Regions from separate parts of the Macaca mulatta genome. Here region 1 is linked to region 2. The links are chromatin contacts, called in public Hi-C maps. All regions are on one chromosome and are shown on one strand. The core of a region is the stretch at or near the end of the contact, and the rest is flanking DNA. Distances in the headings are between cores, read along the strand shown. Region 1 holds the start of RTTN (rotatin). Region 2 holds the start of LOC114673724.

Region 1 (4,023 bases), core at 722-3,221, 230 kb after region 2:
AATCTGTAATTAATACCTTCATGCCTGGATAACTACAGACACTCTGAGCTGGTGTAACTGGTTCTGCAGCGTCCACTGTGGTACACTATCCATCAGGAGATGTGGTCTTTGGGTCAAGGAATTCAGCCACTGTTACAATCTTGGCCAGGCAGGCTTAGGCATGGGCTAGTGGAATCTTGGTTTAATATCCGTGTCTCTTTCCTCCTACTTTCCAGTTTCCTGCTGATGTCTCCTATTGGCGGCAGCCAACTGGAAGCCAGAGGGCAAGGCAGCCTGGATAGTGCGGTCTTTTCGCCTGTTGAGGTCAGTTGATGAAGAGCTGGAAGAGTTGGAACCGCTAGAAGGTGGAATGGAGAATATCCAGCATGCTAGCAGCTCTCTCGCCCTTCCTCTCTTCTTCCTCGAGATAATATGGCCACCTTGAATTTTGTTCGTTTCCCGAATTTGACACACTCCCTCTGAGTTCTTGCATTTGCAAATACAGTTTTCTCTAGCAGGAATTCCCTTACCCAACTTCTTTGTGTGGCAAACTCCTACTTACTCTTTAAGATCCAACTCAAATACCATCACTCTCTTATCTACACACAAGAGGAGGCAGCAGGGTACTATGAATAGAACAAAGAAACATCAGGTCAGGTCCTCAATCTGTTACTTGCTAGTTAACGTGACTGTGTGGGGGTACTTCTGTGATTCCTCTCTGGCAAAATAGGAATGGGAATACAGTAGGCCTCTGCTGTCCACTGGTTGCACACAGAGAATTCAACACACAGGGGATGGAAAATATTCGGGGGAAAAAACCCCACAATTGAAAATAACAATACAACAATTAAAAAATAGTATGAATAAAAAGTACAGTGTAACAACTATTTACATAGCATTTACATTGTATTAGGTATTGTAAGCAATCTAGAGATGACTTAAAAGTATACAGGAGGATGTGTGTAGGTTATATGCAAATATGACACCATTTTATAAAACAGACTTAAGCATGGGTGGATTTGGGTATTTACGGGGGTCCTAGAACCAATTACCTAGGGATACCGAGGGCCCACTTTACCTGCCTTGACATCCCTTTCCCCGGGAAAGTGAAAGGATCAGAGCGAGAAAATGCTCTCTAAAATGCAAATCATTTTCCAAATGCAATTTTGTTGTTGATCTTACCGCTGCTTTGAATTAAAAAAAAAAAAAAAAAAAAAGAAAAAAAAAATGATTTGCTCAGCTCGATTACTGTGCACGGTGCAAAAAATCAACTTTGGTGGCATTCAGCAAATCATACACCCAAGTCCCGCCTTTATTTTCCTTTTTGCAGCCCGGTTTCTCTCTTCTGCTCATTCATACCCGCCCACCCCGCTTTTGTAGCTTGCTTGTTCATATCTGAACTTGGGTATCCAAAGGCACTGCTTGACTTTGCAGGTACATTTCACAGTTAAAGAGGGTCCGTCATTTAGTAGTCGGGGATGGGAAGAACTGTCACAAAGCAAAAGTCTACATTCTAAATCGTGAAGTTCTGGGAGCTGAGAATCATACTGGCAGGGCCAAGAACGAATCCGTCGCTGAGCGAGGAGGCGGGGCTCCTGTCGGGGCCTCTTGCAGCCCGCGCTGGGTTCCTGAATTCCCGCGCTGTAAGCCGGAACCCCAGGCCAGCGGGCGCCGCGGCGGGACCGGAGCTGGGTGCAGGACGCACGACCCAGCCAGAACTACAACTCCCGACGTGCGCGGCGGCCAACGCCGGTTCTACCCCTGCTTGTTGCTTTCTTTTTTTTTTTTCCCTCTTCTTGCGACGGAGACTGCTGTCCAGGAAGTGCGCAGTAGTGATTCTAGAAAGGCTGGAAGCTCTCCTGGCGACGCGGGGCCCGCGAACGGCTCACGGAATGCCTCCTACTCCTAGTGAGCGCAGGCGTTGCGGAACCCACCGTCCCACAGGACGTGTTTCCGGGAGACATTAATTGTGGCCGGACTCAGTGGCGCGGCAGTTTAACTCTCCGGCGGCTGCCGATTGATGGGACGAGATGGTCCTGGCGGGGCTCATCAGAAAACTCGGTAACTGTCAGGTTGCCCCTCGCCTAAGGCACCCTCCCCTGCCCTGGCCACTTGCTGAGAATGGTCGTGTCACGTTTCCGCGGCCGGCCACTCCGCGACCGCTGCCTCTTTCGCCCCCGCTTTGCCCGGGTAGCCCTCGGGGACCCATCTCGGACTTTGTGTAAACTCCGCGGTTGGCGTCCCGAAGGCACCAGCGGCCTGCTTCTGAAAAAACTGGTTTATTCCATCTTCACGCCGCTCCTGCTCATAGCATAAGTAACGTAGTTTTAGAATGAAATCTGGGTGGGCGTCTCTTTGCAGTGGGGAACTAAAATAGTTTTGTGCCGTTCGTTGACAGGTCATCAGCTGGCCGAGATCAGGGAGCGCGCTCTCAAGAGTATTCTCTGCAAGATTGAGCACAACTTAATCTGCTACGCTGATCTCATTCAGGAGAGGCAACTTTTTCTTCATTTGCTGGAATGGTTCAATTTCCCGTCCGTTCCAGTGAAGGAAGAGGTTCTGAACTTGTTAAGCAGATTGGTTAAGGTAGGATCATTTTGAAATAAAATAATCAGACGAGTGACTGTTTCTTAGTCTTTTAATTGTAGCGTTTATTGAAAGTTAAATAATTGGGGTTAAAGGGTTTTTTTTTTTTAAACAACCAGAGATGTTTAATTCATCTGGGTATATATTGCTCATCTTTTATTTGTGATACTGAATCCCACAGAGTCTCTGCCGTGTTCAGAAGTAACACAGAACTTCTTTTGAGATTTGGTGTATTCTGATTTTTGGAGTTATCTTTGGAGGTTAATATTTGTATTCTGTTTTTATTTTCTGATATTTACATCTTAAAAATTAGATGTGTCAATATGAAAGGGAGCACGTTTAAAAATAATGTTACATAACCGTGATTCATAAATACTAATGTTAAGTTGCTTCCCCGTATGCTTTTAGATTGGTATTCTTATGCCTACCTCAAGAGTAGTTAGCTGTCAGGGTCAGATATCAAAGTGTAAGTTTAACCTTTCAAAACGAAATCACTGTACAACGGTAGAGGAATCTTACTACTTTGACATCATGGTAACCGGCTGGGGCTGGGACCAGAAGGTGAGCGTCAGTGGAAAAAAGTAACCCATTACAAAAATAAGAGTAGGGATTGATAATGTGCATTTCTAGTGTTCAGTGTGTTGGCTCATCTTTCATAAACGTTATCAAGTGTTGGTTGTATGTCTCTATGAGTATGTACTCCTCATGGAAGTGCCTTACTTCGGGGCAGAGCCATGAAGGATTTGTTTTTCAGAAAAGGAACATCCGATATACCAAAAATAATTTTATGTTTTGATTGCTGTAAGTTAAGGTTTAGAGATTTTGATAGAGTTATTCTCAAGATCATCCTCTTCTTATTTTAGTATCCCCCAGCAGTCCAGCATTTGGTTGACCTTGGTGCAGTAGAGTTCTTAGCTAAGCTTCGGTCGAATGTGGAGCCGAATCTGCAGGCTGAAATTGATGGCATTCTGGATGGACTTTTCATTCTTCCTTCGGAAGTTCCTGCACTGTCTTCTGCCTCATACCAGACCAATCAAACTGGTAACTCGTTGGAATCAACTTGAGGGATATCTGTTAAAATATAAATACATTCATTCTAATGGTAAATTTTAAGGAAAGCAACGTTAGATTTTTTTAAAAAGGATTTCTCCCACCTCCCTCAAACTTATTTTTCTTGTATTAACTTACATGATTTTGACCTTTTTCCCCTCTATTGTTAGTCAAAGGATGGTACATTTGCATTAATTGCTTTTTTGGTCAGGCCTAAAGGATGCCAGTGACTTTGCTTTTATGAGACCAGTTTGACAGATTATTTCTTTGACAATAACAACGTATTTTTATTGAGCACAGGAGTGCTCATTGTTCTTAGTGCTTTATATTTGTATTTTTGACCTTGTTCTTCATATAGGAGTGTAATGATACTTGTCCTAGCTCATGATTTTGTTGTGGGGACTAATC
Region 2 (4,239 bases), core at 1,252-3,751:
CTTCAAAGGCCCTACGGGTTCCTGCCTGGCCCTTTCCAGCTTCTGGTGGCTCCAGGACTTCCTTGGCTTGTGGCCATATCACCCCAGTCTCTGCCTCCATATTCACACGCCCTTCTCTTTTCTCTCTTCTAAGGACACTTGTTATTGGATTTAGGGTCCACCAGATGGTGCAGGATCATATCTTTTCTGTATCTGCCAAGACACTTTCCAAGTAAGGGCACACTCACAGGTTGCAGAGGATCAGGATATGGACATAGCCTGTGGGAGGGCCAGCATTCAACCCTCTGCGAATATTATCTGTAACTTACAGGTATTTACCTAAGTAATGAAATGCCATTAAAAAAAAAAAATCTCATGGAAATAATAAACACTAAACCCTCCTCTGGGAAAGAAGGGAGGGAGAGGGTAACAGGAGAGGAAGGTATTACAGAGGGGGTAAGTGTCTCTGTAATTTGTTCTCATTTTAAACCTGGAGCAAACATGGCATTTTAAAGTATCCTCATTTCAAATCTAAAGCTAATATGGCAACATGTTGAGCTTTGATAGGGCTGAGGAGCAGACACACACCTGTTGGCCATGATTTTCTCTCTTTTTTTTTTTTTTTTTTTTGAGACAGAGTCTCACTCTATTATTGCCCAGGCTGAAGTGCAGTGGTATGATCTCGGCTCACTGCAGCCTCCGTCTCCCAGCTTCAAGTGATTCTCCTTCCTCAGCCTCCCGAGTAGCTGGGATTACAGGTGCCTGACACCGTGCCCAGCTGACTTTTGTATTTTTAGTAGAGACAGGGTTTCACCATGTTGGCCAGGCTAGTCTCGAACTCCTGACCTCAGGTGATCCGCCCACCTCAGCCTCACAAAGTGCTGGGATTACAGGTGTGAGCCACCGCACCCGGCTGATTTTCTCTGTAGCTATTTATAATTAAGAAGTAATTCATAATTAAACAATGCAAAGATGTCCTCTGCCTTAACTCTATCACGGTATTTGGAAGAGTTACTTTTGACAGGTCCTTGTTGAACCTTGTCTGCAAGCTGTTATTAAACGCCTATCGTATGATCCACTACTTCTCTCAGTCCTATTCGAATTGGCTCCAAGTCAGAGCTCCTCCATGCATTCCCAACTCACCTCTTAACATTTACAGACTTTCCTCTCCACCATTTAGTTCGCTTTAGATGTTTTTTTTTTCCCTCATTAAGAACACCACTGCTCCAATAATGATGATCTGATTTCCAAATATCAAAGACTAATCCAACACAGAAATATCAAAGCCTGCAGATAAGCAACATGGCTTCCTCGTGATGTTTGTTGTGCTTCTAGAAAACAACTTTTCTCACCAGTCTTTTAAATCATGTTTTACCTTTTCAATAATGAGTATTCTTGCCTACTTTGAGAACATCCTCACCTCTCTCAGAGAAGCTGTAGCATCAGCAAGTTGATGGGCTGAGACTTATTTCTCTTGGGGTGACCTGCCGATAGCAGAATCATTAGCATAATCTCCTCTAAAGCACTAATTTTTTTCAATATTCTTTTAAAATTCTCCGGCCAAAAACGACGGGAACCATGATTATTCCTGGCCATGCCATCTGTAAAGTGGAGTTACTCTTCTTTCTATACCCAGCCATATAAAATCAAGACAACTCACTGAAATATAATTACTGATGTTTTGAAAAATAAACAGTTAAAGTAAAGCTACAGCAGTTTTAGTAATGTACTGTTTTATTTTAGGTGATGGGAAAACCAAAAGTTACACAACTATTTACGAGGTTCAATGATGAAAGTAACACATTACTGAAAAAATTAAAATAATCTGAGCAATCATAATAGTATGGAATTTAAAATCAGAGGCAGGGTGAGGTGGCTCAGGCTTGTTATCCCAGCACTTTGGGAGGCCAAGGTGAGTGGATCACTTGAGGTCAGGTGTTTGAGACCAGCCTGGCCAACATGGCGAAATCGTATCTCTACTAAAAATATAAAAATCAGCTGGGCGTGGTGGCACTCACCTGTAATCTCAGCTACTCAGGAGGCTGAGGCAGGAGAATCGTTTGAACCTGGGAGGCAGTGGTTGCAGTGAGCCGAGATCGCACGATGGCTCTCCAGCCTGGATGACACAGCAAGACTCCGTCTCGAAAAAAGAAAAAAAAAAAATTTGGAATCAGAAGACTTTAATTCCTGGTTCTTCCAGTGACCAGCTGCGTGACATTGGACAAGTTAGTTCCATAAACCTCAGTTTGCAACATTGGGCTAATGACAGTAGCTACCTGATACGATTGACATAGACATTAAAAAATAATAAATAGGCATTCCATATATCATAGCTCAGGCTGCCATAACAAAATATCATAAACAGGGTGACTTCCACAACAAAAATGTATTTCTCACAGTTCCGTAAGCTGGAAGTCCAAGATCAAGGTGGCCACAAGGTGGTGTCATTCTGAGAACACTTCTCTTGGCCAGCAGATAGCAGCCTTCTTGCTGTGGGCTCACGTGACCTCTTCCTTCTGCGCCTGTCCAGGGGAAAGAGAGAGGGCTCTCTGGTATCTCTTCGTGAAAGGACACGATATCTATCCAGAGCCCCACCTTTCTGACCTCATTTAACCTTAATTACCTCCTTATAGGTCCTGTCTTCAATTATAGTCACAGTTGGGGGCTAAGGCTTCAACATATCAATCTGGGGGAGACACAGTTCAGTTCGTAATACCTAGGTAATATTAGTATTAGATATTAGGCAGCCACAGGACTGGGTGCGGTGGCTGTAATCCCAGCACTTTGGGAGACCAAGGCAGGCGGATCACCTGAGGTAGGGAGTTCAAGACCAGCCTGACCAACATGGAGAAATCCCGTCTCTACTAAAAATACAAAATTAGCCAGGCGTGGTGGTGCATGCCTGTAATCCCAGCTACTAGGGAGGTTGAGGCAGGAGAATCACTTGAACCCAGAGGCGGAGGTTGTGGTGAGCCAAGATCGAGCCATTGCACTCCAGCCTGGGCAACAAGAATGAAACTCTGTCTCAAAAAAAAAAAAAAAAAAGGCAGCCACAGTACTTCTTCGATGCATGTTTGTTGTTTTTTATTGGCCTGCTAGAAAAACCCACGAGAAATAAAAAATGAAATACTAAACCCTTCAACTCACTGAATGGACCCCCTCTTGGCCCAGGAGACCCCAGAGTAACCTTGAAAACTGAGTTCTTGGCCATGACGGGATGGGGTAGACACACCTCAATGGGCCCCTCCCTTGCTGGCCAGCATTAGGCTTTCTTCCCTAAGAGCGAAACAGAAACCAGTCTTTCAAATGACTCCACTACTATTGACCAACCTGACACTGCCCCTCCTTTTTGCCTGATAAGACACCACGGACCATGGACTCTACAAGGAATGTGCAGTTAGGATTTCTGTGTCCTCTGGTTCACCTTTTGAAGTCAGAAGGCCGAACACTCCGTCCTCTGATCATGCTAACATGGCCATTTTCTGAACATGGATCCCTTGGAGAAGCAGGAAGCTTTATTGCTTATGCATATGTTTCCTCATTCATAAAGATTCATGACTTCTCCTGTAGCTTATTAAACATGTATATTGAGGCACCTCGTTCAGCATATATTCCTGTTCCTGTTGCCCCTCCCTCAAAATGTCTGTTTCTGTGTTCCCAGCCTGTCAGATGGCCACCCTGCAGGCTGCAACCCTTTCCAGATTTATGAACCTTGTCATTCTTCAGTTGACAACCATAATCCCTATACCATAACTTGCACTGTATGAAAATTATATTGATAGGTGTAACCAAAATAAAGAGAATCTTCTCATGTTTTTTATTAAGTTATGTAATTAGAGGTTATGTGGAATTTTTCACTCTGCTTTCTCATGAAACAAAGCATAATCATTATTTCAATGCCCCTACAAAACACTTACAATCACCATTGTCATGTCTTAATGTTTTACAGTTGAAATAGTAAAAACTATGTCCCTGTAATATACTAAAGTGCTTACCTAAGAATATCTTTTAATGAAAGATGTTTGTTCAAGTTTCCGCCTCAGCCTCTGAGTAGCTGGGATTACAGGCACCTGCTACCACTCCTGCCTAATTTTTGTATTTTTAGTAGAAACAAGGTTTCACCATGTTGGCCAGGCTAATCTTGAACTCCTATCTCAGGTGATCTGCCTGCTTCGGCCTCCCAAAGTGCTGGGATTACAGGTGTGAGCCACTGCACCTGGCCCATTGTACCATTTTATTGCTATGAAGATGTTTAAATTG

Evidence for each region. Hi-C and Micro-C count contacts between places; a contact is called where the count stands out from the background.
Region 1: a contact with region 2 is called in a Hi-C map of liver, with 4 times the contacts expected there. The contact joins the promoter of RTTN here to the promoter of LOC114673724 in region 2. A contact is called at or near these places in 3 of 14 Hi-C or Micro-C datasets (blood, fibroblasts and liver).

What each region holds. Positions count from the first base shown.
Region 1 is chr18:10,486,991-10,491,013 of T2T-MMU8v2.0, forward strand. It overlaps RTTN (rotatin), which reads left to right and starts at 1,972. Exons shown (of 49, transcript XM_077974806.1): 1 at 1,972-2,040; 2 at 2,378-2,565; 3 at 3,429-3,606. The coding sequence starts at 2,010.
Region 2 is chr18:10,259,654-10,263,892 of T2T-MMU8v2.0, forward strand. It overlaps LOC114673724, which reads right to left and starts at 2,502. Exons shown (of 6, transcript XM_077974810.1): 1 at 2,377-2,502; 2 at 1,998-2,119.